Regions from separate parts of the Mus musculus genome. Here all the other regions are linked to region 7. Evidence: chromatin contacts called from public Hi-C, HiCAR-type, HiChIP or PLAC-seq and promoter capture Hi-C data. All regions are on one chromosome and are shown on one strand. The core of a region is the stretch at or near the end of the contact, and the rest is flanking DNA. Distances in the headings are between cores, read along the strand shown.

Region 1 (3,260 bases), core at 118-2,617, 630 kb before region 7:
GGCCTTCTCTATTTTTGCTGTAACCTCTGCTTCATGGCCAGATTGTTTCTAAAGAGTTCAAAGGGACTGTCCCTGATAAGTAACAATAAAACACAGACCCTCTGCTCTCCTTGACAGCATTTTCTGGTGTGTTACCCTAGACACAAGACTAGAAGAGGCAAAGAAGTTTTCCTAGTCTGGCTTCCCTTGACCTGTGCAATCTAGAGATGGACCGGTCTAGTCTCTCTGAGTCTAGGGGTCCAGGAAACTACATAGGAGCTTGTTTCTGACTGGGGTTCCCAACCTCTCACCACCTTTGTCATCTGTGCCTAGCTAGCCCCATCCTGCACTTGGCCATGCAGTCTCACTGGCTCAAAAATGCCTGGTGTGTTATTTCATAGGAAATTGACAAGTGTAGTTTGAAAGGGAGAGCCCAGTCTTGTGTGGTGCAGAACATACTGCTGTTTACCAAGTGTGGAAACCCCAAGGTGGCACAGCTTGACTTTTGTGATGGTGGCTAGGGCTCTGGGTACCAGCAGTCATTCCACCATCCCTGTCATCTGCCGTGTACATGTTCACTTGGCAGTGAGAAAACTTATGCTTAGGAGGTTGTCTCTGCTTACATGGGAGCTGAGTACTGTGTTCTCCCTAGAAAGGCCACCTCTTTTCATGATGTGGTTTGGATATGGTAGGTTTCTGTTACAATGTTAGGTTTCCCGATGGGTGCGGCCTTAATATGGGACCTAGCTAGAGGACCTGAGCCACTGAGGTTGGGCATCTTCCTTGTCTCACTTCCTGTTTCACTATGTTCCCGACTGGATTCATTGTGACTGGGTGCCTCATGCTCTCGCCTTTGTACCTTTCCAGCCATGATGGTATAGATACCAGATGCCTCTATTGCTTTTAACTGTGAGCCCAAATCAACCCTTTGTCTCCTGAATTCTTTCTGTCAGGTATTTGGTCACAGCAATGTAGCCAAACCACAGAGTGTCCAGAAGATGAGTCAGTTGGAAGACTTTCCTTGAAGAGTTGCTTGTTTCTCACACATGACTGTTAGCATCTGAGAGTTAGCAGCGGACATCTTCTTGTGAGGTGTGTGAAATAGAGATTCAGAACCTTTCCCAGAACTAAATGTCACAGTAACAGAGACATCACCCACATGCTGCTCCAGTCTAGACTTTTCTCCCTAGGACTTGGCTGACTTACCTACAGGTTTCATAGTACTGGGAGCCTATAGTGTCTGAATTCCAGGTTGTCTGGGCTTTGGGAGCAGATGTTTGCCAACCAGTCCATAGGGAGGGGCCATGCCACCTCAGCCTGCCAGGCAGACCCAGAACACCAAAATATGATTGCCCTGTTATCAGGGTTTACCGAACACCCACTCAGCCTGTTCAAACATCTGACCATATTGGTGAGTAAGGCTCCTTGCTAAACAAAGAGAGGGCCTTTGCCAGACCAGTGACACAAAGACCAGCAGAAGTCTTGGTTCTAGGTGATAGGTTTGAACAGTTGGCTTAGGCAACTGTAGCTTCTCTGTACTGGGTAAGATGTTGCCTGTTTCCTTGTGCAAGACACTTGTGTCCTGCTATGGCTATGCATCCTGACCTGACAGCTTCGTTTTCAACATTGCTCATCCAGGCTTGCAAACAAAGACTTTGCCCTCTCCTAACTTCTCCCAAACATCTGGTCAGGCCCATATCCGCTGCTTTTGTGTTGCTATAACCCTTGACTTCAGAGGGGCAGAAGGAATCTTTCTCTATACTTGGAATATCATGAAGGGCTCAGATGCCCTGATAGACTTACATTATACTTTCAACTCAAAGCCAGAGAAACAAGGGCCTCAGTGAACGCACCTACCTCTCCAAATATTTCCTCAATCTATAAGCCAGTACCTTTGAGGAGATTTTCAGATACAAAGTGCTGGAAAATTCCAGTGACAGACACATGTGATCCTAGCTGTGGTGGGACAAAGTTTCAGAAGCCCTGACTGCTTGCCTTTGCTTACACTGAAGATAAGCATACTTGTCCAGGTCTGTGTGGTGTCATTATTTATGCATTTTTTCCTTTCCTTGGTGATTTTGCTGTCAATGGCCCTGGCACAAGTTCAAGTTCCACCCAGTGTCTCTAAGCATAAGGCTGCCTCCATGAAGTCCAATGGACAACACAGATCCATGAGATCTGCCTCATTCAGACTTGTGACTGAGTTGCAACAACATGCATCCAGTAAGGTCTCTACAAACAGATGTCTGTGTCTCTTTGTCTCTCTATGGCCCCTGTCCCTGAAATGAACAAGGCCGTGTGGTGATTGACTGAGGGACATACAGTGACCAGTCTTCTGGAACCTGGCTGCTTGTCTGTCAAGTCAGTATGCTAAGCCACAGTAGAACACAAGTGTCTTGCACAAGGAAATGATCTGTACCTTACTCACTATGGAGAAGCTGAGGGTCAGCAGCTCTGTGAAGTCAAGGGCCTGGTACTTTGCTGGGGCCACTTGTCCTTCTCGGCCAGCTTGGTCTGTGGCCTTTCAAACAAGCACCTCTTTATTGTAGGCCATTGTGATCACAATGGCATTTGTGTGTGATCGAATGCTGTGCCTTTGCTCAATGCTGCATTCTTAGCCGATGGCAGCAATGCTGACTTAGGTCCCCAGTGCTGTCACCTTTGTAGGGGTGGATACTCTGCTTGTCTAGGCAATCTCAAATGGCAGCATGTGACCTTCCAGGCTGGACAACAAAGGGATCTTCATTTCCCGGAGACTTATAGCTCACCCATACTTGCCTTGGCTTAGTCACACTGCTGGGTGACCTTCTGGCCGAGGACTGCTTGGAAGGTCTGAGCATGGAAGCCTACTTTCTCCCAGCATAATATGAGTCCCATGTGCCAGCTTTTTTCAATGCTCAGCTTTGCTATCTGTCCCATTCAAAGCCTGTAGGAGTCTAAATCACAATGCATGGCAGGCAAACCCCTAAGCTGCTGTTGGGAATGTGTGCCTGAGGAGCCAGCACATAGCACATAGCACATAGCACATAGCACATAGCACATAGCACATAGCACATAGCACATAGCACATAGCACATAGCACATAGCACATAGCACAGTGGATGGCATCTGTCCATAGGCAGATCCCAGACTGTGTTAGCTGGCTGGCTCCCACCCTGTTGACCCTGTAAGGCTACCACCTGCTTCCTTGTCTGATGCACTGGGAGTAGAGAGGGTCAGGGTATGCGGATTGGGTGAGGTAGTAGCTGTTCACCCCACTCTTTTGTCTAGAGGTGTGTTGC
Region 2 (3,006 bases), core at 164-2,663, 540 kb after region 7:
TTTTTTTTTTTTTTTCTGAGACAGGGTTTCTCTGTGCAGCCCTGGCTGTCCTGGAACTCACTCTGTAGACCAGGCTGGCCTGGAACTCAGAAATCTGCCTGTCTCTGCCTCCCAAGTGCTGGGATTAAAGGCATTTGCCACCACTGCCCTGCGTGTTAGAATTCTTAAATGTCATGTGGCAAGAGGCTTCAGCCAGACTCTGAGGCGAGGGGACTCCTTTCCCTATTCTCTACCTTATAACTGGCTTTGTCTTTCGGCGCTGCTTCAATAGAAAGCTTGGGTTGCTGGGCTGTCAGCCCTGGAGTATGCAAGCACACACACCTTCCACTCGTCACTAGGCCAGACTCCTTGATTCCTGCCATTGAGGGTGGTAGTGGGTAAGATTGAGAGCAGAAAGGTGGAAGGAGAGGTGGAGGAAGGTAAAGGAAAGGGCGGGAACTTTTGTGCTTAGTTTTCATTTCAGTCTTGGACAGCCATCTTGTAGGGCTGAAAGTCAATTAGAAAAGAGATCTGGCCAAATTCTATGTTTCACAAAAGGGGAAGTGTAGTGTTTGGGAACCTTGGGGGCAGAACAGAAGCAAGGAGACAAGGAGCCATTCTGGAGGGTTCTATCTGGAGTTGAGTATATCCTACATGTGAGGGAGCATCCAAGGATCTGTGACTTCAGATCATGGGTCTCCACATCTTCTGTGCTTGTCCTTCTCAGGCGTTGAGAAGGTGGGCGTCCAACCATAACATTCTGAGATCAATATGTTCTCTTTCATTCTTACTTTCCAGTGCAGTGTTAGCTAACCTTTTGAAACTTACTGGGCAAGATGAAAAACTACTCATCCTATGGGTGTAAGTGGGGGTGGGGTGAGGATTTAAATGTCTATTTATTTATACAGGAGCTTATTGATTTATTGAGACAGGAGCTTATTGTGGGATCTGATGTCCTTCTCGGGTGTGTCCGAAGACAGTACATTCACATACAAAAAGTAAATACATCTTTAAAATAACCGTGTTTGAAATCTAGACCCTGGATTCAGCACTGCGAGTTGGTAATGATGAGGCCTCTCACGGTTCACTCTAAGTCGGGCCTGCTTGTTGGGTCGGCCGAACCTCGGGACCACAATTCTCCAAGTCCATAGGAGTGTGAGTCATACTACGCTATCAGGTCCTTATCTCCGAATCCACTGTGTCAGAGGCTGTGAGCGTCCTTCCTCCCAGCCTGCTTCCGGGCAAACGCAGGCTCCTTGGTTCGGCTACAGTCGCCTCAGGCTTTAGAGCCCTCCAGGCACAGAGCTTGCGCAAGGGGACGCTTCCCGCCCTATTCAGCCACCTTCGCCTATGTAAACCCTCCAGAATCCCACCGTCCTCAGCTCCGAGAATCTTCCGGAACGCTAGACCAGCGCTATCAAGTCCGACGCGCACGGAGGCTGCTGCGCACGTTAGCTTCAGGGCCGGGCGGAAGTCGACGTCGCCGGGCCGCGCCGCCACCGCGTGACGCACTTCCTGTTTGTTGTTGGAGAAAAGAAGAGAAAGGAAAGCGCGAGGAGACGCCGCCGCCGCCACCGCCACCAGCGCAGCTGTGCCACAGCCGCGAGGAGACCGGCCGCCTGACTTCCCTCCTCGCTGGCCGCCGTGTCCTCGGTGAGGGTCCGCGAGCCGCGGCGAAAAGCAGGGTTGACTACGGCGGGAGGGGAAGGCCTGCGAATGGGCTAACCCGCTTGGCTCCCGGAATACGGGTGCAGGAACCGGGTCGACAGTGGGGCCGGTACTGCTCACAAGGCCGAACGGGTTCCAGTCTAGGCTGTAGTCTTGTGTCTAGGTCTGGGGCTTAAGGTGTTCCTGGTCTGGGCCGGTTGTAGATTGGGTCTGTGGAGAGCGTTTGCCGTTCTTGGTCAGGCCTAGCTCGGGGCTTAGCTGCGGTCCGCTTCCCTAGTTCTCTGGTCGAAGGTGGCGGTTGGGTCCGGCACGCGCTAGGTCGGCCGCAGAGCTCCAGGAGTAGGCAAGGCTGGTGTCACCCAGTCCTGGCGTCCTCACTGCATTCTGCAAGCAAGGGGTCAGGTGGCCTGCGAAGAGCAGGACTCCCATGGAAGGCGCAATCACCGGCCCAGGCCTCCAGGCAGCGAAGGGGGCCGGGTGGGAAGGCCAAGGCGGTTTCCAGGGACTGTTGGGAAGTTTGCTAGGCGACCCGCCTGGCTCAGCTTACTTTTAAAACTAGTTTGATGTTGGCCTCGAAGGTTGCTTTGCTGTGGTTTACGTAACAAAGTTTATGTAACTGGAGTTTACACTAAGTCTTAATTTACTTCGGTTGTGTTGACAAGGAACTCTGCACTGCAAACTAAAAGGTCTTAAAAACTTTGGAGATGGAGTTTTTTTTTTTTTTTTTAAACAGGAGGGGTTTGTCAAGTTTTAAAAGCTTTGTTACCGAAGAAGTTGTATGTGAACCGTTGAAAGGGAATGGTGGGGATGGTCCCACCTTCTAAGGTGGGGAGTGCCTGCCCAGTGCAGCCACTTTGGTTTTTTTGTAACGTCTTTATTTGAACCTTAGATTTGTGGTTAGGGTTTACGCATTCTAGGCCGTAGAATCTCAGGACGCTCAGCTTGCTAGGGAAGTGATACCAACTTTAAGGCAACTGTTTTAGTAGAAATATTGGACATAAAAGCCAGAGGAGGGAACAACCTAAAGAACAAGCGCCCTGATATTTGAACTTAGTCTGTTCTTGTTTGTAAAGTAAACCCCACAGTAGACTTACTGATTCCTGGAAGGACTCCTTTGTTGTACTTTGGGATATCGCCACCACAGGCCGAATTGCCCTCCGGTGTGTGATTACGGTGTCATCAGTACACACACTTGGGTGGAGCTTTGGAATTAGGAAGAACATGAAAGAAATATGGGAAGAAATGCTGCCTTTTGTAGGTATGGTTGACTTGGAAGTTTCAGTCTTCTCTTCACTCTTGCCCAGGCAGACCATGCCTGTCTTTTTGTTTGTTTGTTTGTTTGTTTTTGAGACAGGGTTT
Region 3 (3,298 bases), core at 783-3,282, 880 kb before region 7:
GGGTGTTAGGTAGACGTCTTTGATCTCCACAAAAGACATTGTTCTCCTACTTCATTCTGTAGGTACACAAGATTTTTATTCACTCATAATTGAAGTGTTAGTTAACTCAGGTGAAGTGTTTCAAATAGAAACTATTCTTTTGGAATATAGGATTCAAAAGCCAAGATTTGGGTGTTAGGTGTCAATGAAGGCACAGTGTGTCTCCAAGGCCACCTAGGTACTCACTGAGGGGAAGGTGCCTCCTTGGCTTAAAAGCTACTGACCTATAGAAGCCAGTGTATCTAATAGCTCTGAGAGTTCCTTTTTTTTCGAGACAGGGTTTCTCTGTATAGCCCTGGCTGTCCTGGAAATCACTTTGTAGACCAGGCTGGCCTTGAACTCAGAAATCTGCCTGCCTCTGCCTCCCGAGTGCTGGGATTAAAGGCGTGTGCCACCACGCCGGGCTGAGAGTTCATTCTTAAACCCTCACGTTTAGATAGTAACCTCAATTAGGAAAGCACAGAGGGCGAGGTTCCTGTGAGGTATTTAAGGGCTGAGCCGTGCTCTGAAACCATTTTCACCACAAGCGTTGCAGTTTGGTTTCCTGGTTGACACTGAGCCTTTAACAGGTTTCTAGAGGAAGTTAGAGAGCTGACTGAAGTGGTATGTAGTGATAAGGAAAAGGGGGTGATTAAATCTGTACTCACAGCAAGTGATCACATCTCTAAATACTAGGTGTTCCTACATACAGGTTAAATGTTTTTCTAGTGAATGTTTCAGTACAGAATGTTTAGAGTTTCCTGTCCTGGAGAATTTCAGTTTTAGGTGAAATTAAGAAAACTACTTTCTTAAGGTCATAGCTATGTTAGAACATGAGATTTGAGTCAAGGCAGACATAGAGTTGAAATCCTGACTCATTCGAAGTGGATATTCAGTGGCCTTTGAGCAATTTAATCTTCATTTGCTATAATTGAGATGCACGTCTTTTTTCATGTGTAATACGTTATAAAGTATTATGAAGTAATTTTATCATTGTACCTATTTTTGAGAGGTCTTTCTCAAGACCAGCACTGATATTATCTTGAAAATATTCTCAGTTGGGTAGTCCATCCTGAACAGTGTAAAAATTAGGAAAAGGTGACAAGGGGTTCAAGCAGTTTAGATATGAATTAATGTGCTTTCTGACAGAAATCTAGTTAGTCAGTGAGGCTCCATGCCAGGCTTACTTTTATTGGGCAATGACTTCATGACGATTTTTTAAAAAAGGAATTTTTTTTCCTTCTGTTTCTTAAATGAACATTATAAAGCAGGGATTTTAGGGATTTTTTTTTTTTTTTATGAGGAAAAATTTCAATCACCTAAAAGTTGAATTTCACAGCAGACATTCTTTTAGCTCCCTAAGACTTTCCGGGAATGTGGATGCCCGCGTCTGGAATTCTCACTGAGCGGCGACCAGCCTCCATGCCGGGCCTCTCCAAGGGCCCACCTGCGGGGCTCCTCCGCCTTCCCAGCTCGCTTTTGCCCGAAACCTCGTCCTCAAAGCCGCAGGCTTGGGGACTTGCTTTAGGATGCTCTGGAGTCCGTCTTTGAGGTCGTGGTACCTAGTGCCACCGCCACACACCTCCTCTCCTTTCCTAAGACCCTACGCGCGAGGCTTTCCGCCAGCTCGCGCGAACGCGAGTGCGCGTGCGTCGATGTAGCGTTCGCGCGCCTCAAGCTTGGGGGCGCGGTAGCCAGACTCGGCCGTTAGCGTCTCCGGCCGCGCTTCGGCTCCACTTGCCACGGCGGCTCAGCCGTCGTAAAGCGCAGCCGCGCCTACTGCTGCAAGGCGATTTATGTCGACTTTACGGCGTGTGGCCGTCCACACTCCTCCCGCCTGAAGCCTCGGCCTTCCAGCCCGGCCGAAACTGTGTCTGTGCGCTGCTCTTTCTAGCGCGCGCCGCCGGGCACTCGCTGGCGTTCAGGCACCCGGGACCTTAGGCGTCCGCCCGCCGCCGCCTGGCTCTTCCGCCCGCCTTGCTCCCGGCGTGCACCGCGGCGCGGCCATGTTGCCGTAGTGTTGTTTTCTTCCTGCGGAGGCGAGGGTCCGCTGCGGACCGCGACGCGCGGGCCTCGCCTCTGCTCGCTCGCGGGCGCCGGCCCTCGCCGCTCCCCCGCCTCCCCGGCCCGCACCAGAGCCGTCGGCCTGCCAGGAGCTCGGGGGACGGCTGAAGGCCGGGCCCGGGGACCACCATGGCGGCCGCCCTGGGCGCAGGCGGAGGAGCAGGCGCTGGAGGTACGTGGGCCGCGGCGGGGGCCGTAGACCGGGCACCCTTTATGTAGGGCCTTCGTGCTGCCCCGCCACAGACGGAGCCGCCCCGGGCTTGCCGCCGCCGTTCAGGCCGGGAGCGCGGAGCGTTAGGCCCGAGGCGGCGACGCGAGGTCGGCGGCGGCCCCGCGACGGGGTCGGGGGGCCCTGGCGACTTCCAGTCTTCTTGGAAGATGCGCCCTGGGCAGCGGCAAGCAGCCTACTCAGTGTAAAAAGAATTTTGCGGTTTATTAGGGTGCTTTAAATAAACCTATTATCATCTAAGGAAAACTTGTGTTTGGCAGTATGCTTGAAAGGGATGAAGACCGTGTACAAAGGGTTGGTTACTGAACCAGTTGTTTGAGTATTTTCATTTCGCAATCGTAAACGATATGGAAAGACTAGCCAGTTATAAGTAAAACCACGTTTTGTTGAACGAGGGTTTTTTTTTTTTTTTTTTTTTTTAAAGATGTGGAACAATAAAAAAAATGACGTTTCAGGACTTGGATAAAAGACCCTCACGGTAAAATGTGGACAACAAAAGCATTTGCCAGCTAGTTCTGGCTATAGACACTTGAACTATTCTACATATTCCAGAGGTGTTAGTGATGCTTACTTACAGATTGGGGGTTGGGGTGGGCATGTTAAACAACCCTGCTTAGGAGTTCTGACCTCAAAACAAAAAACCCAAACGGCAGAGACTACATCCAGAATGCCATTTCTGGCAGGATGTGGTATGGTATATGTCACTGCCAGCTTACATAGATGATTTTTTTTTTTTTAACATGCAGATTCGAGGCTTTCTAGTTAAATGCTTAAAATACATTTTGTCTACTCTACCTGATTAGAGAAGGTAAAAACTTAAGGTTTTATATGTGAGTCTCAGTGTTATGGGAGCCCTTGGGTCAAAGCTGTTTTTAAAAGATGAAGATGATATTTTCATTTTCCATTTTTTCTCACTAGTGTGGTTTGGTTTTCCAGAGGCTGTGTGGCATGTGAAGACTTGACATGGATGGCTTGGGGACTATGCGC
Region 4 (3,119 bases), core at 245-2,744, 930 kb before region 7:
TAAAGGCAGGCGCCACCACGCCCGGCATTCTGTATTTTTTCTTTTTAATAATTTATTTATTTATTCGCTTTACATCCCCATTGCAACCCCCCCTCCTCCTGGTCTTCACCACACAGCCCTTCCCCCAACCCCATCCCTGGGTATCAGCCCACCCTGGCACTAGGAGTAGGTGATCCTCGCTCACTGGTTTTGTTTGTTTGTTTGTTTTGTTTTTGTTTTTGTTTTATAATTTTACTGTCGAATCTTAAGTCCGAAGACCTCTGATCTTGAAGGCAGGTCTACCCCACAGTATCTCTGGGCAGTGCGGGCCTTCTGCTCTGGTGGTGAAAGTTCTTTCTTTCGCTTTCAGAGGCACGGAGGACTCAGCACTGGGCATTTTGACTTAGGAGGCAGGAGCTGGGAAGTCTGTATTTGGCCCTGCTGCCAACATTCTTATTATCCTTCCAGCTTACTGAGGGCTTTTTTTCTTCTCCTGCATCCTCATCTCTCCCCTGGGCTTTTCTGCTGCACAAAACAGGAAAAAGGCAGAAAAAGCCCCCCTTCAGGTTGACCATCCAGTGGGCATAGGAAGTCAGACATTTTAAAGCCAGCAAAGGCTCAAGAGTCCCCTGTGCAAATATGCAGGATAAAGGGGTTCAGGGCAACTTGTAGTTCTCCAGCAGGTCTCAGTTGCATTTCAAGATCACGTCTCCTCTGTAGCTGAACACAGGGAGTCCTGAGACTGTCACCCACTACAATGGGGATTACAGTTGTCTTTTCCTATGTAGGGAACGTGACTTTGCAACCATGAACTCTCACTTATCTGATGTGAGCCTTCAGTTTGGGAGCTGACCCCTGAATACCTGTTGTTCTGCCTCTCTGTCCCACCCAACACCGTGTTAAGTTATTCCTGGTGCCATTCCTTGTCCAGCACCCATCAAGGGCAGATATGTCCAGTCTTTGGGGCTTTGGCTATAAAAGGACTGCTGCCATGTTTATGCAGCTTGGACAGTATGATGCAATGTTATGGGGATAAGGAAGGTCCTTCCGATGTTGGAAAGGTACTCTGGGGTGCATCACAAAGCTTTCCTCTCCCCTGTGTAACCCCAGGCCTTCCTTGGGCATCTGGATGTATCACTCAGACCAGGGACACCTTGGGATTTAAACAGCACTATCCCTTGCATATAAGCCAATAGTGACTGAACATCCACACTTCGGGGCAGGCAGTGCCCTGAGCTCTGAGATAAGCACTGGCCTATATGTCTATCATTCTTATCATCAAGTCCAGGCAAGTAAGTTGGAGCTGGTCTCAGATTCCTCCTTTATGCAGTGCCTTCCAAGGCTGCAGTGAGTGTGAGGTTGTAACGGGCAAGTGGCTCCAGGGTGAGTGCTCTGCTCCTCAGGCAGCTGCCTCCCCAGGCATGGGTGTTGCCTACTGGGCACATTAGGGTTTGAATGTAAACTGTCTCCCACAGGCTCGTGTGTTTGAAGTGGTTTCTGACGCTGTTTGCACAGCCTGTGTAGGTTTTAGAAAGTGAAGTGATCACTTTAGAAAGTGATCCTGGAGGAAGTGGCTCAATGAGGGCGTGCCTTGAGGCTTTTTGGCTTCGCCCTACTTCCTGTTTGCTCTTTCCTGGAGTGTAGATGTAATGTGGCCAGCCTCCTGCTCTTGCCACACTTTCCCTAATATGACATTCTCTAACCCTCTGGAACTGCGAGCCAAAATGAATCTCTTCTCCTCGGAGTTGCTTTTGTTAGGTTTGTTTATTGTGGTACGTAACTAAGACAGGAAGCTGGGGAATGCTTGCCATCTAGACTCAGGTCCCCAACTTGTAAAGTAGATTGTGGTGGTGAAGTGTCAACATATCAACGACTGGTGAACCATTCTTTTTTGTTTCTAGAAAACACCAGCCGCCTAACTTCTGACTGAAGAATAGCCTGACGTTGCCAATGCTGCAGGTGCCATTCTGTCACCTAGGCCAGATGTGGCAGCATGACACAGGAGAGTTCACTTCCACCCTAGGTATCCAGCTGAGTCAGACGTCTGAACTTTAGATGCCAGCCCTTGGGCCAGTGCAGGTCCTTGGTTTTCAGCCTCTGACTGAGAGTCACACTCTTGGACTCCCTGGATCTCCAACCCACACAGAGAGGCTGTGGGCTTTAGCTGTCGGTCACAGAGCAAATTCATTCTCTCTCTCTCTCTCTCTCTCTCTCTCTCTCATCTATCTCCCTCTCTCATCTATCTGTCTCTTTCTCTGTTTCTCTCTGTAAGACTCTCTCCTTTCTTTCTTCTTTAAAAAAAGTATTGCTCTCATATATTACAACCCAACTGCAGTTACCCAGCCCTCCCTTCCCCTGGTCTCTCTCTCCCACCTCTACTGATCCTCATGTCTACCCTCCCTCTGCTTCCCCTCAGAAAGGAGCAGGCCTCCCAGGGACATCAACCAAACTCAGCACGACACAGTATCAGTGGAGACCATAAGACCCAGCACATAGCATCACATCAAGACTGGACAAGGCAACCCGGTGGGAGGAAAGGGATCCCACAAGCAGGCAAAAGCATCAGAGACAGCCCCAACTCCCACTGTTGGGAGTCCCACAAGAAGACCAAGCCTCTCAGCCATAACACATATGCAGAGGGCTTAGGTAAGATCCATATACACCCCCTAATATCTGTGACCCCCACGAGTCCTGGGCAGTTGATTCTGTGAACCATGTTCTTATGGTATCCTCAACCCTTCTGCAGAGCTAGCTCTCTCAACAGCCCCCAGTATTTGCCTGTATCTTTACCTACACTTATATCCAAATCAAAGTTTATAAGCAAATCTACATTATGTGTCCATCTGTATCAGCATCTGTTTCTATTTCCGCATTACATTCATAGTCATATCTACCTCTATCATAGCCATGTTCATATCTATCTACATCACATCTGTCTTGGTCACTGTTCTATTGCTGTGAAGAGAAACCATGACCAAGGCAGCTGTTATAAAGAAAGCATTTACTTGAGGCTGTCTTACAGTTTCTGAGGTTTAGTTCATCATCTTCACAACAGGGAGCATGGCAATATGCAGGCAGGCACTGGTGCAGTTGCTGACAGCTACAACATGATCAATAGGCAGAGATAGAGAGACAGAGAT
Region 5 (3,311 bases), core at 216-2,715, 990 kb before region 7:
ACAGCTCCAACATTTATCTCTCTCTATATATATATTTGTTAACGACTCTTGGCCTCCATTCGGATTTCAGCTGAGAAACCACAACCCCTGCTTCCTTAGGCAACAAGAAAGGCTCTCCATACCAGCAGAATACCCAGACAAGCAATGTGCAAATGGTGTCCATGTCCCCAGGACAGGGGACACAAGGCACCTTGCTTTTATAAAACTCCCTTCACCTTCCCCACAGATCACCGAAGCATGCCACCACCCCTGAGATGTCTCACAAGCCAAAGCACCAAGTGTTCAATGAAGACTTAAGCTGAGGGGCAGCACAGGACAGCAGGGCTGTGAGTGTACCTGACTGTGCACTGTTCATCAACCACTCAAGAGTAGCTCCAGGAAGGCAAGGGGAACCCCAACAGGCTCTTAGAAGGGGGCTTACCGCGAATTTCAAAGGTCTGAAGGCATCAGAATAAAAGAAGAACTTTTTATATTCTTTGTATATTTTGTCTCCCTTCCTCGGAGCATATCTCCTGAAATACTTCTGCTTGGTCACTGGGTCGTCCTCCAGCTGGTAATCGTTCATTCGCATACACACTTTATCCAAAAGGTCGATGAGGAACGCCTCGGACTGGGCCAGGGGAACCTACAAGAAGAACAGAACCAGCCAGGACACTTGCCCATGCCCACGCCCACGCCCACGCGGGTCCAGTGAACAAGTGAAGGGACGGCTTCCCGCAGCCGCATCATTCTTTATGCAGCTTAAAGCAGGCTTAAATTCTAGTGAGAAAATAACGTGCTTGACAGTGGACAGTAAGAGACAGAGAAATCTAGAAGCTGTACTTAAAGATAATTTTTAAAAGTTGTTGAGTAGAGGCTGAAGCACAGAAAATGGGAGGAGAGGGGGGCGTCGAGAGCGCATCAGTTCTGTGGGGAAGCCACACTTCTGCCCATCCCGCGTCGCGCTGCCCCCCTCGCCTTCCGGACTTCCCGAGGAGGCTATGCGGGGTCCACACCGAGGTTGTCAGGGGCAGCAGGGCCCGGTTGCCCCTCATCGGCCTCGGCTTGCTCTGGGAACAGCTGGCGCGCGTCCCGGGAGCCCCTCTCCCTCCAGGACCTGCCGGGGCGCGCTGGGATCCGTGCCACCACCTCCGCCCCGGGCGCGGGTCAAAGAGCACCCCGCGCCCTTGGAAACCGAGACAAAACCTTGTGCGGCGTCTAGACGGGTCAAGGTGCAGGAGGCCGGGTCCCTGCGGCTCCTTCCGGAAGGGGCGTGGAGCCGCCAAGGGCGTTCGTCCGGGCCCGCGGCTTTGCGGGCTTTCTCTCTCTCCACCCTCTGCTGATCAAAGAAGGAAGTTTGCATGACAACTGCGCTGAAAGGGGCTGCATGACAAATGAACTCGGTTTCTGCAGTGTTGATATATCCAGCTCCCTTTGTCCCCTTTCACACGCAGTGTGAACCCTTCCGGTGCCAACGACTGCGCGACATTCACTGGCGCGCTCGGGGCGCACAAAGGGTCCCGACGTTTCCCCGCCATCTGGCCGCAAAGCCGATCCGCAATTAATTTGAAAGCGCGGATGGCGGAGCCCGAGAGGAACACTCCCTGATCGCCGCCGCCCCCAGCGTCCACCAGGAACCGACCCCAGGCACGCACTTTACCCGGAGCGCAGGGACGGAGCACGAGGATCGCGCCGCACCTGCTGCGGCCCAGGTGAACCTCAGGCCACCGGGAACTCTCAAGGCTCTTGCTTCGCAAGAGCAATTAATTAAATGCGTCTGCGAACTAAAATGAGAACACTTCACAGCAGGTGTCAAGTTTTTTTTTTTTCAAATTCAGTAAACTAAAAATAAATAAATGTCTACAGTGAAAAACCTAGATTCTACAATGGCACTTTCAAATACAAATGGCATTTTTATCTGTGCTTTTCAAGCTTTATAAGTTGCAAAGAAGAAATTCACAGGTTTACTGGCACAACTGAAAATCGGATGACTCTCCGGTAAACTCGGAGAGTTTACTGGGAAAGGCGCGAGATCGCAAAGGTGAATTCTCACACGAAAGACTCAAAGCAGGTCTTTAACACAACGAGGGCTCGGATTTTCCGGGATGCCCGACTGTTGAGCATCTTTCCTTAACTGTTAACGTAAAAGTGTCAGTTTATAGTTGTCCACAAAGCAGGATTTTAAGTCACAGCGAAAGAGGGTCATTCATTTAAAAAAACCTAACAGCAACTAGGAATTTCATTCTCTCCTTCCCTCTCCCATGAAAAAAAGCAAGCAGGCTCTGTGTAGGAGTGGGGAAGGGTCTTGGGTGGGACGTCTCAGGCATAGGGAAAGGGCCCTGGGAAGACCAGTCCGGTTACCAGGTCGGAAGGTCCTCACATACTAAGCGTGTCTTCGCCTCCTTAGAAACTGTTCTGTTTTAGTTCCCTTTTCAAGTTGACCTAATACCTAGAGCTGTGTACAGAAGAATGCTGAGTCTTAGAAGTTTGTTTTAAAGTATAACCTTACACCTTTGGATAAGGAGGCAGTGTGCCCTCCTTTAGCACAAATAGTGTGTGTGTGTGTGTGTGTGTGTGTGTGTGTGTGTGTGTGTGTGTTCGCGCGCGCGCGTGAATTTCTACAGGTTTTGTTTTGCCCTTTTTTTTTTTTAAGTCTGAAGATTGACAGCTTTTGAATGGCGTTAGCTAGCTAGCCTTTTGCAGTAGTCTTTAAAATCAGGCGCAGTTGCTGCTGAGGGCTTACAGGATGCTAGATAAGCATCTCCAGAAAGGGAAAGGGCCCTCCCAACGTGATAGTGCTGAGGTCATTTTACCGAAGAATCTCCAAATTTTGATCTTAAAATCCCCAAGCACCGTGTATTGGGAAAACATTTTAAAAAGATGTTTCTCATCACAGCTCTTCATACATGTATTAACATTACATTAATATGACTGTACTCAGCTGACCCACCTTTGGTATATTTAAAGACTGTTCATAGAATAATTGACCCCCACCCCCTACCCCCGATTGTTCGGATTCTAAGAGTGCAGTACGTAGTGAGACAAGTGGAATAAGAACCAAGTCTTTCTTTGTACACAGTGAAGGTTTTGAATGGGACTTGTCAATAAAGCGACTCCCTTTGTGATCTTCCAGGAACCTCGCCTCTGCAGGCAAGGACTGTCTCAGAGATACTGGCCTCATTAAAATATGAATGGAACAGGCCGCCATCACCACTGCTGTGTCGGTAGAAAACCCGTTCATGCTCTGGAACAGTTTTCTTCCTGTTTTATGGGGACTTTTATAGCATGTTAGAAATGTAAAAGTGATCTGGGATCTTTTCCTTACTATTCTG
Region 6 (3,294 bases), core at 255-2,754, 670 kb before region 7:
AAGATTTGCAGCCTCTTGGACCTCTGCTGTCTGCTAAGTAAGCAGGAGAATCTCTTGCTGTAGTGTTTGTGACAGGCTTTCTAGCATTTGCCACTGATGCATCATACCATAGCACATACACTGACAGCATGTTAACTTCAAAAACTAGGATTTGGGATCCAGTGCCCTCAAGTGTACCAACATGTCTATTCTTTGATCAGAATCAAACCCACAAATCTCCTGGAACTTGCTCCTTACAGTGCCACTCGAAGTCTGACAATACTCTTGGGAACTTGTTTGAATTGTTGACTCTTGACACCTCCTGGTCTGGTTGCCTTAGCACATGCACTGTACATCATGAGATGGGAATTAACAGCACATAGGAGGGCACAGGGGAGGGCTTTCTGTCATTGATTTGGCTTTCATTTTGGCTGGTCCTGTTTCTGAGGTCATGTGGGTTGAAGGGCAGCCTACAGGAGAAGAGGCATTCCCTCCATTGCTGTGTGATCAGTACATGAGAATATGGAGGGCAGACTGGAGCAAAAGATGGAGAGCAAGCTGCCTCCCAAATGCTCTGTGACTTCTGGCATTTGTGAGTTTGGATCTGTGTTGGTGTGTTCACATGTGAACATACATGCATGAGTGTGTCCATGGATATACATTCATGTAAGTGTGCACAGGTGGGTCTAGGCATGTGTGAGTATACACATAACTGAACATGTTCGTGTGCATGTTTGAGTATATACACATATGTGCATGCATGTATGACTAACAACATATATGAGTGTAGGCTGTGAGTGTGCACTAACATGTCTACAACACATATGTCACCATAGTAGTCTGTCTGTTATCTGTTTATTGTCTATCTTGTATCTATCTATCTATCTATCCATCATCTATCTATCTATCTATCTATCTATCTATCTATCTATCTATCTAGTGTTTATTATCTACTTACCTACCTACCGATCTCATCTGTCTGTCACCTATCAGTCATCCCTGTGTCTACCTTGGCCCACCTCTGTCTGCATTCTGGCTTCCTTCTACTACAAGCAGCAGGATCTCTGCCCTCTTGTCATCACTGCCTGAAGGTTCGACCTCACTGGATGCTTCCTGGGATGGCATCTTTGCTGTTGACTCTGTGTAGGTCCCTTCTTCTATCCTTGCCTATGCTTTCTCGGGGGTAATCTGGGGCTGCTAACAGGGTCTAGTCCCTTGGTTATCAATGGCTCTGATGAGTACCCCATAAATCACTGTCAGATGAACAACATGGGTTGAGGCCTGCTCAAGACAGTAGCAGGGCTGCAGGTGGCTCCTGGCAGCCTCTGTGTATCAGGAAAACGTCTGGCTCTAGGACAGACACTTCAAAGCACTGCAGCTTTGAAGCTTCTATTTTTAGACATCCCACTGCAGGGAGGTCTCAAATGGCTAGCTCTTCAGAGGGCAGCAGAGGGTCCCAGATACTGAGATCCCAAGCACCCTGGGCACTGCTTTGTGTATGGAGATGGCACACCGTGGATTCAGGACTGCCCACTCCAGATGAATGAAAAGAATCCAGGAAGAGAAGAGCACGCTTGGAATGACCTCATCCTGCTGTGGGGAGAAAGCTGACGTCTGCTTTTATTTGCAGTCATTTTTCCTTTTTCCTGCAGAACAACCCCTGCTGCTGGGAGAACACTTGGCAGGCCGCCCCACCTTGGGCTTGCCAAAGCAGTGTTCCATCGCTGAGCGTTGCTCAGAACCCACTGAGGGACAGCTGGGGAGAGGTCTCCCAACGGTGAGTCTAGTGGGCACCAGGCACCTCTTGAAGTGCCTGGCCCAGCTGGTGATTCTGAATAAGGAGGCAGTGTCAGGTCAGGGCAGCAGAGGCTGCTTCCCAAGTTCCTTGTAGCAGCATCAGTGAGTGTCTTGTCTATTGAGTCTCAGCACAGAACTCAGGTGTAGGTGGAGCAGAGATGGGAGGAGAGGCCTGAGGCCAGCCCAGGTGCAGCATGTCAGAGCTTCATGTGCAAGACAGAGGACTGGCTCTTCTGACTAGAGGGGGGAGGGGCAGACAGGAGTCGCTGTAAGTGGGGACCTTGCCCAGAATCCCAGAAGCCTTTTGAGGTCACAGGGTGAATTGTAAGTGGCATTTCTCTGGGGGAATCACTTCAGGCTCCCCTACTGGTCAGCCTCCTACCCTGACCCTCTTCATACTGTTGTAGTTCCTGAGCCATGAATTTGGCCGCACTGTGTGACTTTAGCCCAAGGCATGAGTGAAAGAGGCAGCAGCGACCTGCCTTCCTAGACTTACCCATCACCATCAGCTTTCTCCCAGGTACTTAGGCTGCTGTTTTTCTCAGTCCAGGGGAAAGGTGTTCCCCTTGCTCACCTCCCTGCTTCTCTCCAAAACAGGTGTGCATGGGGCCATTGCATTTTAATTTACCACCTTCAGTTTGTGGGTTTTTAAGGAAAGCCTATTATCAGTTATCCATTTGACTGTTAGACCTGGATATAGTTAAGATGCGGGGCTATGGCAAATACAGAAGTGGATGCTCACAGTCATCTATTGGATGGAACACAGGGTTCTCAATGGAGAAGCTAGAGAAAGCACCCAAGGAGCTGAAGCGATCTGCAACCCTATAGGAGGAACAACAATATGAACTAACCAGTACCCCCAGAGCTCCTGTCTTTAGCTGCATATGTAGCAGAGGATGACCCAGTCAGCCATCATGGGGAGGAGAGGCCTTTGGTCTTACAAAGATTATATGCCCCAGTACAGGGGAATGCCTGGGCCAGGAAGCAGGAGTGGGTGGGTTAGGGAACAGGGCAGGGGGAATGTATAGGGGACTTCCAGGATAGCATTTGAAATGTAAATGAAGAAAATATCTAATAAAAATTGTTTAAAAAAAAAGATGTGGGGCTAATCAGTAAAGGACATTTTCCCCACATGCTTGCAACTGTATGTTTCATCTTCATCCACAATCTCTTTAAACACAAAAAAACAAAAACAAGCAAACAAAACCCTGATCCTGTAAAAGTAAGAAAGCGTACAGAACATTCTAATGTGGCACCTGCCTCAGGGCTGGGAGAGCACTCTGCCCTGCTGCTGCTGCTCAGTTGCAGCAGTATTGATTTTATTACTCATACTTTATAAATGAGATGCTATTCTTAAAGACTGCATACACTCACTTTGTTGTGCTGTCGTCTCGGCCCAGCACAAGCCTTGCCTTGATCCATGCCCATTGATTATCAGGCCTGTCATTGTTCCACTGCAAGCAGCGTCTTGACCATTGACTGCCGGACTACAGACTCTGTTTACAGTTAGGAAGTCCA
Region 7 (3,113 bases), core at 459-2,958:
TCTTGGACTGTGTCCAAATCCCAGTTCTGCCATTTCCTGTATAATCTTCTAAGGTTCACCTGGTAGCTCCACACCTTCAGGCTCTTACCCTATGATGCTAATGGAGCAGATGCAGCTGCAGTTTCGTGTCTTTTCTTGTTCCCACATTCAGTAGGAAGAATTAAAGGAATTTTCCAGTGCTCCCCCCAATAAAAACTCACTTGAGTTCCTGTGACTAGCCCAGCTAGGCCAGCCCCCCAGCCCCCATCGTATAATATCATGATGGTTCATCATAGTATCAGAGTTTCCAACTAGTTTAGATTGGCCACATATTCAGTCACAGAATAATGACCAGGACTACTGTTGGGGTAATTAATAGATGTCCAATGACAGGATGCAACAAGGCCCCTTTGAAAATAAGAAGCCCATAACTCAGGACAATAAAGCAACTTGTTAAAATTCAGACATCCAAAGAGTTAAATGTAGGTTTAAACTCAGGTCTAGCTAATGGCATCCAAAAGCTTTACCCTCTTAGGCTTCAATAAAAACCAGTCTTAGGAGAGCACAAAGGTGGGCCTACTGCTCTCCTAAAAGCATCACTCACTGAAACAAAAGCTAAGATTATACTACTTCTTGAAAGCACCTGAACTAGCATGTGAAAATTCATAACTAACTCATTGTGAATTTGACTTTTAAAACAGTTGGCCTGCTATTAATCTGCTTCTACAAGCTTCAAGTAGTAAGAGCCAATCCAGAAAGTTCATTGCCAAGAAAAAAATCTGTAACTTTTAAGTGGAGTTTAAAATTATATTGTTCCAGAGACTTATCATGTGTACCAGATTTATAATGACTTTTGGGACTTCTTAGTGACAGAATACCAATCTTCCAGCTCGGTAACTTCTGTAGACTTTACTTTATGGAGGATCTCGCCTTCTTGTGTTTTCTTTGCACTTCCAGGTGAATTATGTACAATTAAAGTACAAAAAGGCATTCCAGGCAGGAGAAAAATCAATACAATATTTCTGCTTGGCACCAAGAAGTGAAAGACTTTTAAAGGACCCCAGGGAATCAAGCCTGGTTCAAAGGACAGCGCGGGGATGCAGACTTAAGAGGGGTAGGAGGCAATGTCTCAGAGTGCAGAAGGCCAGGAGCCGCAAGGACACCTCTCTCCACCCTCACCTTCAGAGAAGCCTTGAGACCCTAGATCTTGGAAGGAGCCACTAGAAGGGGCGAACGTGAAAAGGCCTGCATCCCGCAACACACAACAGGCCACACGATACCGGGAGCCAAGACACAATCGTGACAACAGTAGGAGGGCGGATGGCGACGCCACACAGCTCGCAAAACAGTCGAGGGGCCGTTATCAAGTCTTTCGACTGAGGGGACAGCAGAAAGCGCACTCCAAAGAGCCGCACGGGTCAGCGCATCCTCGGGACGCATCACGCAGCCTGGCTGGAGGGCAGCGGAAAGGACGCCATTCAAAAACCACACGTCCGAGGAAGAGACGGGAGAGCCCGTGCACGCCACTCCACGCGCCTAGGACGCGCGCCTCACGACGACGTAACCGCACCAGCGCCGGACGCTGACGATACGCGAGGGGCGGAGCCATGATGTAAGCGCGGGCGGAGCCAGCCGCTCGCAGCAGGTGAGATGAAGGGGGTTGGGGGATGTCTGGCCAGACTGCGGGGGGGGGGGGGGGGGGAGGAGGGGGGACCTGCGAGCATGCGCACTGAGAGCCAGGCGGAGCCGGCCGGCGGGCGTGCGCACCTAGAAGCGCAGAGGCCGCTGGTTGCCGTGGCAACGAGGAGCCGTTCAGAAAAGGTGCAGCTGAGGGACAGGAAAGGCCGTTGTGAGTTTGTCCCGCAGCGCTGTCTGAAGTATAAAGCTCTGGTGCAGAGAAGGGAGCGAGAGCCGAACGCGGGGTAGTGTTGGGGCGGGAGGTCCGGGTCGCTGTGGTCGGTCCGCGGATCCTGCCTGCGCTGCACAAGGCTGTGATATAACGAGGGACCTCACGGACCAGATTTCCAACGACTTCTCTTGTCTCTGGGGGCGTATTTTAAATTTATATGCCATCTCTCCAGTGCATTTCTATTGACGCGTTTATTAATTGCCTTCTGATCACTGAAAACAATTGGTGATTAAATGTCTTGTCGCCTAGTCCTGTGTTTTCCTACCTAGCACAGCCTCCTAACCGTGCGCAAGCTAATTACAAACAGGCAGTTTGCTGTTGTGGCTGTCAGTGCCAGGCAGAGGTTGTGTATTTCTCACCTGTTGCTAAACTAACGGGTCACCTCTTCTCTATGTTTTCTCATACAGTTGGACTACATCTGACACGTTTCGTTATCCTTTCAATTGTCAGTTTGCTAATACTATGGGACTATGGTAAGGCAATTTTTAACGCTCTTACCTTGATGTTAGTTACAACGGTACAATAAAAACCTGGTGAAATTGTAGACTAAGTAGCTACCTATGGTTACTGATGGTATGAATCTTGTTGAAAAAGTGAACTTTTTTATGATGCATATTTGGCGTTGCCAAATTACAGGCATTTTGAATTTGGAAAATAATAACAGTGACCCTTTAGTATTTTACATGCCTTCCTCCAGCCAAGGCCACGGTAAGGAATACTGCATACAAACTTCTCTCATAGATCTCCATGCCAGCACTGAGAAGTAAGGGGAACGTGAGCACATTGAAAACTGCCCTAGGCTTCTGAAGGGTCTGAACAGCTGCTGGTTCTTTGTCTTAAATCAGGTGTCTCACACATTAGTTCCTATGGGACTTACTTTCCTGTAATCTTTTCAAGTGTGTGTTGCAGTGCTGGGGTTAGAACCCAGGGCCCCATGTATGCATGAATGCCTAAGCTGCTCTGTGAGCACCTTTCTGAAAGTTAGCTCCTTGATACTATTCCCTTAGGTTGCTTTTTAAAAGGTGCTTTTTCTCTCCACTGTAGAATATTATGGACAGCCTGGTCCCAAAACTAGAAGGGTTAATACCCAGTCTGTCCCCTCATTTTTAAGGGAATTGGAGCAACAGTCACCATTTATGAGTATCTTATGCAGAACAGTCCCTTGGAAGCCCTTAAGGAGGTTTTCTCTTAATATAATAATCCTGCAATGTCAGCATTTTTGTGG

The links. Promoter capture Hi-C pulls out the DNA fragments that hold promoters and counts their contacts. Hi-C and Micro-C count contacts between places; a contact is called where the count stands out from the background. HiCAR-type assays count read pairs that join an accessible place to other places. HiChIP or PLAC-seq counts read pairs in DNA pulled down with a chosen protein or histone mark.
Region 1: a contact with region 7 is called in a FOXA1 HiChIP or PLAC-seq map of pancreatic cancer cells. The contact joins the enhancer-like site here to the promoter of Rnf32 in region 7. A contact is called at or near these places in 8 of 39 promoter capture datasets (the 3T3-L1 cell line, the C10 cell line, hippocampal neurons and 3 more), 3 of 115 datasets of contacts at active chromatin or transcription factors (embryonic midbrain, embryonic stem cells and pancreatic cancer cells) and 3 of 9 other capture datasets (adipose tissue, embryonic stem cells and liver).
Region 2: a promoter capture Hi-C map of hippocampal neurons shows a contact between it and region 7, with 5 times the contacts expected there. The contact joins the promoter of Dnajb6 here to the promoter of Rnf32 in region 7. A contact is called at or near these places in 2 of 39 promoter capture datasets (hippocampal neurons and liver).
Region 3: a contact with region 7 is called in a promoter capture Hi-C map of hippocampal neurons, with 6 times the contacts expected there. The contact joins the promoter of Rbm33 here to the promoter of Rnf32 in region 7. A contact is called at or near these places in 9 of 39 promoter capture datasets (the 3T3-L1 cell line, cranial neural crest, embryonic stem cells and 6 more), 2 of 484 Hi-C or Micro-C datasets (CD4 T cells and embryonic stem cells), 6 of 115 datasets of contacts at active chromatin or transcription factors (astrocytes, embryonic stem cells, extraembryonic endoderm stem cells and 1 more) and 2 of 9 other capture datasets (adipose tissue and pancreatic islet).
Region 4: a contact with region 7 is called in a Hi-C map of CD8 T cells, with 3 times the contacts expected there. The contact joins the enhancer-like site here to the promoter of Rnf32 in region 7. A contact is called at or near these places in 4 of 39 promoter capture datasets (the 3T3-L1 cell line, cranial neural crest, hippocampal neurons and 1 more), 2 of 484 Hi-C or Micro-C datasets (CD4 T cells and CD8 T cells), 2 of 115 datasets of contacts at active chromatin or transcription factors (embryonic forebrain and stem cell-derived neural progenitor cells) and 3 of 9 other capture datasets (adipose tissue, liver and pancreatic islet).
Region 5: a HiCAR-type map of astrocytes shows a contact between it and region 7, with 4 times the contacts expected there. The contact joins the promoter of Cnpy1 here to the promoter of Rnf32 in region 7. A contact is called at or near these places in 4 of 39 promoter capture datasets (the C10 cell line, cranial neural crest, embryonic stem cells and 1 more), 6 of 115 datasets of contacts at active chromatin or transcription factors (astrocytes, embryonic stem cells, forebrain and 1 more) and 1 of 9 other capture datasets (liver).
Region 6: a contact with region 7 is called in an H3K27ac HiChIP or PLAC-seq map of oligodendrocyte precursor cells, with 28 times the contacts expected there. The contact joins the enhancer-like site here to the promoter of Rnf32 in region 7. A contact is called at or near these places in 2 of 39 promoter capture datasets (hippocampal neurons and liver), 7 of 115 datasets of contacts at active chromatin or transcription factors (astrocytes, embryonic hindbrain, embryonic midbrain and 4 more) and 1 of 9 other capture datasets (adipose tissue).

The regions. Positions count from the first base shown.
Region 1 is chr5:28,564,959-28,568,218 of GRCm38.p6, forward strand. The region is part of intron 2 of 9530036O11Rik (RIKEN cDNA 9530036O11Rik); the gene reads left to right. Among named protein-coding and RNA genes, the nearest start is that of Shh, 99 kb to the left of the region's middle. Within about 2 kb of position 1,368, at least 11 of the 459 cell types and tissues checked have an H3K27ac peak or open chromatin away from gene starts, as enhancers often do. A contact at or near this core is called in pancreatic cancer cells, where this site is marked.
Region 2 is chr5:29,734,485-29,737,490 of GRCm38.p6, forward strand. It overlaps Dnajb6 (DnaJ heat shock protein family (Hsp40) member B6), which reads left to right and starts at 1,414. Exons shown (of 8, transcript NM_011847.4): 1 at 1,414-1,632. Gm5129 (predicted gene 5129) reads right to left here and starts at 1,452. Exons shown (of 1, transcript NR_028426.1): 1 at 850-1,452.
Region 3 is chr5:28,315,157-28,318,454 of GRCm38.p6, forward strand. Rbm33 (RNA binding motif protein 33) reads left to right here and starts at 2,033. Exons shown (of 19, transcript NM_028234.1): 1 at 2,033-2,254. The coding sequence starts at 2,212. Gm35602 (a long non-coding RNA gene) reads right to left here and starts at 1,931. Exons shown (of 5, transcript XR_003955879.1): 1 at 1,338-1,931.
Region 4 is chr5:28,268,332-28,271,450 of GRCm38.p6, forward strand. No RefSeq gene overlaps it. Among named protein-coding and RNA genes, the nearest start is that of Gm35524, 23 kb to the right of the region's middle. Within about 2 kb of position 1,495, at least 98 of the 459 cell types and tissues checked have an H3K27ac peak or open chromatin away from gene starts, as enhancers often do. A contact at or near this core is called in CD8 T cells and adipose tissue, where this site is marked.
Region 5 is chr5:28,208,703-28,212,013 of GRCm38.p6, forward strand. Cnpy1 (canopy FGF signaling regulator 1) reads right to left here and starts at 1,466. Exons shown (of 3, transcript NM_001310511.1): 1 at 422-1,466. The coding sequence starts at 571.
Region 6 is chr5:28,519,702-28,522,995 of GRCm38.p6, forward strand. The region is part of intron 1 of 9530036O11Rik (RIKEN cDNA 9530036O11Rik); the gene reads left to right. Among named protein-coding and RNA genes, the nearest start is that of Shh, 54 kb to the left of the region's middle. Within about 2 kb of position 1,505, at least 57 of the 459 cell types and tissues checked have an H3K27ac peak or open chromatin away from gene starts, as enhancers often do. A contact at or near this core is called in oligodendrocyte precursor cells, where this site is marked.
Region 7 is chr5:29,194,285-29,197,397 of GRCm38.p6, forward strand. It overlaps Rnf32 (ring finger protein 32), which reads left to right and starts at 1,709. Exons shown (of 10, transcript NM_001289757.1): 1 at 1,709-1,828; 2 at 2,296-2,361.